Linked DNA regions of Gossypium hirsutum: region 1 is linked to region 2. The links are chromatin contacts, called in public Hi-C maps. All regions are on one chromosome and are shown on one strand. Each heading gives the region's core, a stretch centred on a gene start, on an enhancer-like site or on the middle of the called end of the contact. The rest is flanking DNA. Distances are from core to core; before and after follow the strand shown. Region 1 holds the start of LOC121222529 (auxin response factor 16). Region 2 has its middle 20 kb from the start of LOC121222528.

Region 1 (3,633 bases), core at 681-3,180, 47 kb after region 2:
TAAATGAAAAGATAAAATTACCCTTAAAATAATATTTATTACTTTATAAAAATAAAAAATCTTTTATATTTTTTTTATGATCTAATTGATGGATCACATCAACTCCATTATAATGTTAAACATAATACAGGAAAATCTGTCATCATGTCAAGATATATACATTGTCTTTCCAAATTAAATTGCCACATTTAACTTTCTAAAATTTTGGTCAATTATTCTTTTCAGAACAATATATTTTAAAAAATTGTCAGAAACTATTCACCGTTAAAAATAATAAATGCAACAATTTTGTGAGACAAAAGATACATATATACATGTCACAACTTAAAATACTTGTTATACATACAAAAGTAATAACATGAATGCACAAATTGATAAATTTCTAAAACTTAAAATCAATTAAATATAAAAAAAATCTCTTCCAGGAGTATTTATTTTTCACTCTAAATATAAAACAGTTTTAAAATTCATGACCAATATCTACCTCCTAACGCAGAAAGATGATCGCTGATATAAATACATTGAAGAAAAGAAAACCCAACACCAATTGAAAAAATTACAAAAATTATTTTGGGGGGAGGGGGGTTGATTTGTTGGCTAAAATTTTGGTACCCTAAAAAGAGGGTCTAAAACAAGACCGACCAAGGTCTTAATCAAGTGCCGAATAATTTGGTTTTTTCATGCAACACTTGTAATCAAACAGATTAAATTGTCCTTAATCTCAATGTCACCATCATCTAATTTTACCAACTAATATTCCTTAATCCATGCATAGTCTCTCGCTTTTAATTATTGACCTATAATAATTATCATTATATTAACACTCTTTTTTTTCCCCAATTCAACAAGTCTAAAATTAATTTTAATACCCTGTTTAATTATAATTACTATAAATCCATACTCCATTAGTAATACCAACACCTTTTAATTTTTAATTTTTATTTATATATATCATTCCATTAAATAATAACCCTAATTTCAAGGGTAAATTTGTAATTTCATATTTTGATAAAAAAGTGTTTTTTTTCTTTGGAAAAAAATGTTAAACCCTAATCCGAGTAGTAAGGATAAAATCTTGTTCTTCGGATCTTAGGATCAAGAAAGACAATAACAAACACTGAAAAGAAGAGTCAAAGTGTTGACCAGTTAATTAAAAAGATAATTAATATAAATAGATTAATTAGTTTAAAAAAAGAGCCTTTAGATTTTGTAGTTTATGTAAGATAAAGAAAAAGTTAAAATACACTTGGCACTTACTTAATGGATTAAATAAAAATAAAAAGAGAGAGAAAATAGGTGGAAAAATATTTTTAATTTTCTTTGATGGAAAAAAATGTATTGATTTTTATAATAATAAAAAGAACTGAAATATTTTTCAATGGCAAGTGACATACATGATAATATTTTGGGAAATAAAAGTTTTTGCTTTAAATAAATATTTTCCTTAAATAATAACTAAATAATCTATTATAAATTACTCACCAAAAAATGATAATTTTTCGTTTCTTTTGGAGAAAAATATTGAATAGCTAATAAATTTTTAAACATTATTTATATAAATTAAAAAAATAAATAAATTAACCATGGTTAGTCCCGAAGAGTTAGGGCCTCGGACAAAATGAAAACTTTAAGTGTAGTCAGCCTTGATTTCAGAGTTGCATGAAAATCGTGATATCTTCCAGCAAAATATCGTGATATTTAAAATCAACATAAAAAATAACTTTTAATTTTGGGGATTATCTAAATATTTTAATTTAGGAGAGAGAGAGATTTATTAAATAATTATAAAATTAAATTCTCTGATTAATTTTTTATTCGTTGGATGTTTCCTTTTTCTGATTTATAGGGGATATGTTCCCACTTGCTTCCATGCCGCGTGGTCAACACTCCTTGTCAAAATAAAGCCACAACTGTCCAGGTCTGAAACAATAAAATAAAATAATTTATATTTTCATTTCAATTTTTATAAATCCTTTCCCGAAGCGAACCGGAACCGGAACCGGACCGAAGTAAATACTGACAAGGGCTTTTAACTGAGAGTTCCTGGTCGGCAAATAACACAAAATCTTTCATCTCATCTCCTCTTCTCATCTTCTTTAAAACTCTCACTCGCTCTTCACTTTCCCTTTAACTAAAACACCCTTTTACTCTCTTTTCTTATTTCCTTCTCAAAGTTCTTCAATTGTTCTTTCTCTCTTTTTCTTTTTTTTTTCCTTTTTGGCTTTAAAAAAGGGTTTAGTTTTAGTTTCTTTTCTTTTTTTTTTGCATTGTTATTCTTCTTTTTGATTCATCTTAATCTGGGTTTTCCTTCTTTTGGTGGAAAAATATCTCCTTTTGTTCAAAAGGTAAGGTCTTTTAATTCTTTTCTAATTTCTCATTTAAAAAAATAATAATTATGAATGTATTGTTCCTTTCTTTTTCTTTATTTTTTTCTGGGTTTTGTTCAATTGTAGCTAATTTGTGGATTTATATATATGTGTGTGTGTATAAATTTTGTTTCTTTAATATTTACTGAGGCATGTCTTTTGATTTTCATGTACTAACAGGTAATCATCAAGTGAGAAAAAAACAGAGTAAAGAAAGGGTTTGTTTTTTTCTTTTTGTCCATATAATTGGGGAAAAAATGATAACAGTCATGGATTCTAGGAAAGAAGTTGTGAAAAATTCAGAAAAATGCTTAGATCCTCAGCTATGGCATGCTTGTGCTGGTGGTATGGTACAAATGCCATCAGTGAACTCTAAGGTGTTCTATTTCCCTCAGGGTCATGCTGAGCATGCCAATGGGAATGTAGATTTTGGGAATCTCCCGATTCCGTCACTCGTCTTGTGTCGGGTTTCCGCCGTTAGGTTTATGGCGGATCCCGAAACCGATGAGGTTTATGCTAAAATCATGTTGGTTCCTTTGAGAGAGAACAGTTTTGGGGTTGAAGATGATGGTTTTGATGGGAATGTTGGGGTGGAGAACCCTGAAAAATCTGCTTCCTTTGCTAAGACATTGACTCAGTCTGATGCTAACAACGGTGGGGGGTTCTCGGTTCCGCGGTATTGCGCGGAGACTATATTTCCTAGGTTGGATTATAATGCTGAACCCCCTGTTCAGACTATTCTTGCTAAGGATGTTCATGGTGAGGTTTGGAAATTTAGGCATATATATAGGGGGACGCCTCGTCGACATCTTTTGACGACGGGGTGGAGTAATTTCGTGAACCACAAGAAGCTTGTGGCTGGTGATTCGATTGTGTTTCTTAGAGCTGATAATGGAGATCTTTGTGTGGGGATTCGTAGGGCGAAAAGAGGACTTGGGGGTGGACATGAATTTCCGGGATGGAACTCTGCGAGTGGAACCTCTGGTTCACAAATTGGGAGTTATTCTCCGTTTTTGAGGGAGGGGGAGAGTAAATTGATGAGGAAGGATTGTAATGGGGATCCAAGGGGAAGAGTAAGGGCTGACTCCGTGATTGAAGCTGCGAGTCGTGCAGCTAGTGGGCAGCCCTTTGAGGTCGTTTACTATCCACGAACTAGCACTCCTGAGTTCTGCGTGAAGGCCTCATCCATTAGAGCTGCAATGCAAATCCAGTGGTATCCTGGGATGAGGTTCAAAATGCCTTTCGAAACTGAGGACTCTTCACGGAT
Region 2 (4,048 bases), core at 1,383-3,882:
CCTTAAAAATTTTAGAATTTGATCTTTCATTTATTCAGACTGACCTTGTAAAAAGGTATTGGCTAGTTTTACAGACTAGAAGAACATCTTTTGTACCAAAAGTAAAAGAGGTACATGTACATACCAGAAAGCTGAAAAACGTATGATTCAAAGATTTAGTGATTATTTGTTCCAAAAAATAAAAAATCTAGTGGTTAGGATAAATTATACTTAAGGTCACTAAATTATTACTAAGTTGATGTTTGATCACTCAACTTTAAAAAAGTTACAAAATAGTTACTAAACTATTTAAAAGTTTTCATTTAAATTACTGGGCTATTAAAATCGTTATTATACGGCCTTCTCTATTCGTGTCGTCTACACAAATTGAAAGCCCTCCTTCTCTTTTTCTTTTATAATTCAATTTTTTTTCTCATGAAACAGTTTTGAACGTCAATAATCTGTGAACCAAAATCCAAATAATTTTCTCCTCAAATCTTCAACACTACTATCAAATTGACTTGGATCTAAGATATGTTCTACTAATCGTCGACGGGTATTGATCTATCATACCGATTGTTGAATCGTCGCTTGGAGCTTACTAGTCGAACTTTTTAAAGAAAGAAACTTAACAAATAGTTCATTGACTTAAATGAAAACTTTCTAAATAGTTCAATGACTATTTTTTAACTTTTTAAAGTTAAAAGATAAAAATGTAAACATATTAATAATTTAGTGACTTTGAGTGTAATTTACTCATTTTTTAAATACCTTCATAAGAGATTTGACAATAGAAATATGTATGTATATATGTATGATTTTCTAGAAAACAATTTTTAATGAATTAAAAAATGGACTCAAAATTTATTTTTATTGTAAATTGTATTTTGATAGGTAAAAGAAAAATGAAGAACCCCTGCGTAACCCTCATTTTATAAAAAAGGAAAATTGAGAAAAAGAAGAGAGAAAATATTGGTTAAGGAAATACTAAAATAAAAAGTAAAATACACAAATAATACTATAATTGATTTAAGATGAGTAAATACTTAAAATATAATAAATTTATGTAAAAAAATATAACCTTGTACTTTGTATAAAAATATTTATCTTGTATATAATTTTTAAAAATATTTAATATGGAACTTGTGTAATTTTACCAATATATCAATGTACCTCAAAGCTTTAAAAATTGTTAAATTTATATGTGCGACATGTATATACATAGTTAGAGGTGCTCATGGGTTAAGTCGGGGGCAACCAAAATTTTAGGCCTGAGTCTGACCCGAAAAATGGGATTAAAATTTTGCCCAGGCCCGACCTAGATAAAAATGCTAAGACTTGGGCTTGGCCCTGCCCACCCATATTAATTTTTTATACTATTATTTTATATATATTTAAAAAAATATAATACATCAAAAATACTAAAAATATTAAAATAAATATTTCCCAACAAATTAAAAATAAATTTAAAAAATATTTACTTAAATAACACTAAGATAGGTGCAACTTAACAAGCAAATATTTCTAAAATAGTAACAAAATTAACAATAATACAAGAGTTATACAGAACAATAAAATAATAGAAACATAATAGTGAAATGGTATCAAAATAGTGAAAAAAATCAATAATAAAATAATAAAAAACAGTAAAAAAACCCAATTTTTTAGCATATTCGGGTTGGGCCAGGCTCAGGGCCAAAAAAGCCTTACCTAAAGCCCGGCCTGTGTTCTAAATGGGCCATATTTTTTCACCCAAGTCCAATTTTTGGACCTATATTTTTTATCCAAATAATCTCATTTTTCGGGTAGGCTTTCGGGCCCAGCTGGGTGGCCCGACCCATGAGCAGGTATATACATAATACATAATACATGGGCAAATATAAAGGTAGGTGGAGGTCTTGGCCACTTTCAAATGGAAAATTGTTATTCAAGTCCCTTATAAGATGATTAAATTAAAAATTAATTTATGATAAAATTACACATTAACTCTTAAAATAAGAAAATTATGTTTAACCCCTTAAATAATGATAAAATAATAAATTAATACATTATAAAATTATTTTTAATCTTTTAAAAATTTATTATTCAATTCCTGCACCCTAAAAAAAATTATTAATTCACCCATGTGTGTATATATGTTTTGCATGGGTGGCATTTGAAATGTCTTGTGTTATCATATAATTGGTTTCGAACTTTACATATCCTTTTTTTTTATCATATAATTTATTTGTCAATCAACAAATAAATTTAAAATTGTGAAGATTTTGGGGCATATTGATAGACAACATAATAGCACGAATATCACATTAAACATTTCTGGTGCAAATAACATATTGTACATTAGATTAAAGTTAAAGGATTAAATTTATATTTTGTTTAAAACACTTTTTTTTGGTGAATATTCGTAATTATATTTTTGTCATGTTCATACTTGTCCATTGACAAATTAATTTAACATATATATAATTTTTAACTCGTAGGAAAGGGACAAAGTTTTCATTAAAGAAAAAGGGGGGTTTCCGACAAAACTGGGTTATCATAGCTTCTCATTCCAACCTAGAAGAAACGACAGAGATTCGGACACGGTCCCACTACTTTTGGGTCCCACACGTCATTTGTCCCATCACTTCTGCCTTTTCTCTGACGAGAATCTCACAGTCACCCCTTTGTGGGGTCCAATCAGTAAAAACCAGATCTCTCCATCATTAGACACATGGATTATTCTTAACTATTACCCTTTGTCTTTATGTTGTCACGCTCGCTTTGCGGGTTAATGTCAGCAGGACCGGCTTTGGCAGTCACTGCTATCTTTACGTGTTTGTCAGGTTTGAATGGTGACAAACGGCTACGATTACATCAATGACAAAATTTACAAACCCCAAAAATATACAAGAATAAGTCTTCTTCTTTTCTTTTTTAGTGTCAGTAATTTTCAGCATAGTAAATGCAGATAAATTTTGTAATTTAACACAAGTCTATGTACAGATACGGTTGAGAATAATATGAGTTCAGAGTAAAAGTTTATATTTTGGCTTTATTTATTTGGATGAAGGATGAATTTACTCTAAGAATATATCATAAATTTACATTGTTACATAATCTCCCAAATAATAGTAATTTTATTTAGATTTAATATTCATTTAGTGCCTAAGGAAACATTAACATAAAGGAATACATATATGTATAATGTGTCGGCAATTTTTGTTGTCATAATTGTTTATATGTGAATATGGTATCTATGTTCAACATTATCCTCCTGTTTTTTAATTAAAGTTTCAGATTTCTTTTTAAATGAAGAAAATTGGAAATTTTTCTCAAATTTGACTTTGAATATATTGAATACTTAGAAATCTAGACCAAAAGAAAATTATCACATTATTTTTTTGGTTTTATATATGTCATGTTTGTATCAAAATTATCAAATCTAAATTATATTAAATTTAATGTTTTGTAATTTTTCTGATAATAAGTTGGTGTTATGAGTCGAACGAGTACCAACTCGATTAAGAAAATTACGAAAATGTTCTTTCTTAATTGAAATCAGTTATATTATTTTAAGGTATTTTAATCTTTTTATTTTAATAAAAACTAATAAAAATAAAAATATGCACATGGTGAGATTTTAGTCCTTGTCAATTAAATTGGCAAAATCTTAAATTTACCGCTTGCTTTTTTTGGTAAATAAAAACTACATTAAGCGATTACAGAAATACGTAGAAAAATAATAGCCCATAATATCCTTTTGGATTAACTCCCACATAGCTTGAAGAGGTTCAAAAAACACCTATAAACTGGTAAAATTTATACCAGTTTACTTAGCTATGAAATCCATAACTACATTATGATCTCTAGGAATATGGCAGATATGGACTTTCCAATTCCTTTGTAAGAGTGTATGGATGGCCCGTATTTCCATAAGAGGGCTATCAATAAGTTTGCTAGACAAAACTAATTCTACCAAAAGAGCATTATCAGATTCAAGTTCAACCTGTCGGTACCTCTTCTCCCAAGCCAGACGTAGCCCTTCAAGCATAGACTTCACTTCTATCCTGAAAACTTCATCTCTCCC

What was found. A called contact is a pair of places that touch in the nucleus more often than the background predicts.
Region 1: a Hi-C map of leaf shows a contact between it and region 2, with 4 times the contacts expected there. The contact joins the promoter of LOC121222529 here to the enhancer-like site in region 2. A contact is called at or near these places in 22 of 34 Hi-C or Micro-C datasets (anther, callus, cotyledon and 4 more).

The regions. Positions count from the first base shown.
Region 1 is chrD10:61,109,542-61,113,174 of Gossypium_hirsutum_v2.1, forward strand. It overlaps LOC121222529 (auxin response factor 16), which reads left to right and starts at 1,931. Exons shown (of 4, transcript XM_041103517.1): 1 at 1,931-2,345; 2 at 2,547-3,633. The coding sequence starts at 2,624.
Region 2 is chrD10:61,062,104-61,066,151 of Gossypium_hirsutum_v2.1, forward strand. No RefSeq gene overlaps it. Among protein-coding and RNA genes, the nearest start is that of LOC121222528, 20 kb to the left of the region's middle. Within about 2 kb of position 2,633, at least 3 of the 9 cell types and tissues checked have an H3K27ac peak or open chromatin away from gene starts, as enhancers often do. A contact at or near this core is called in leaf, where this site is marked.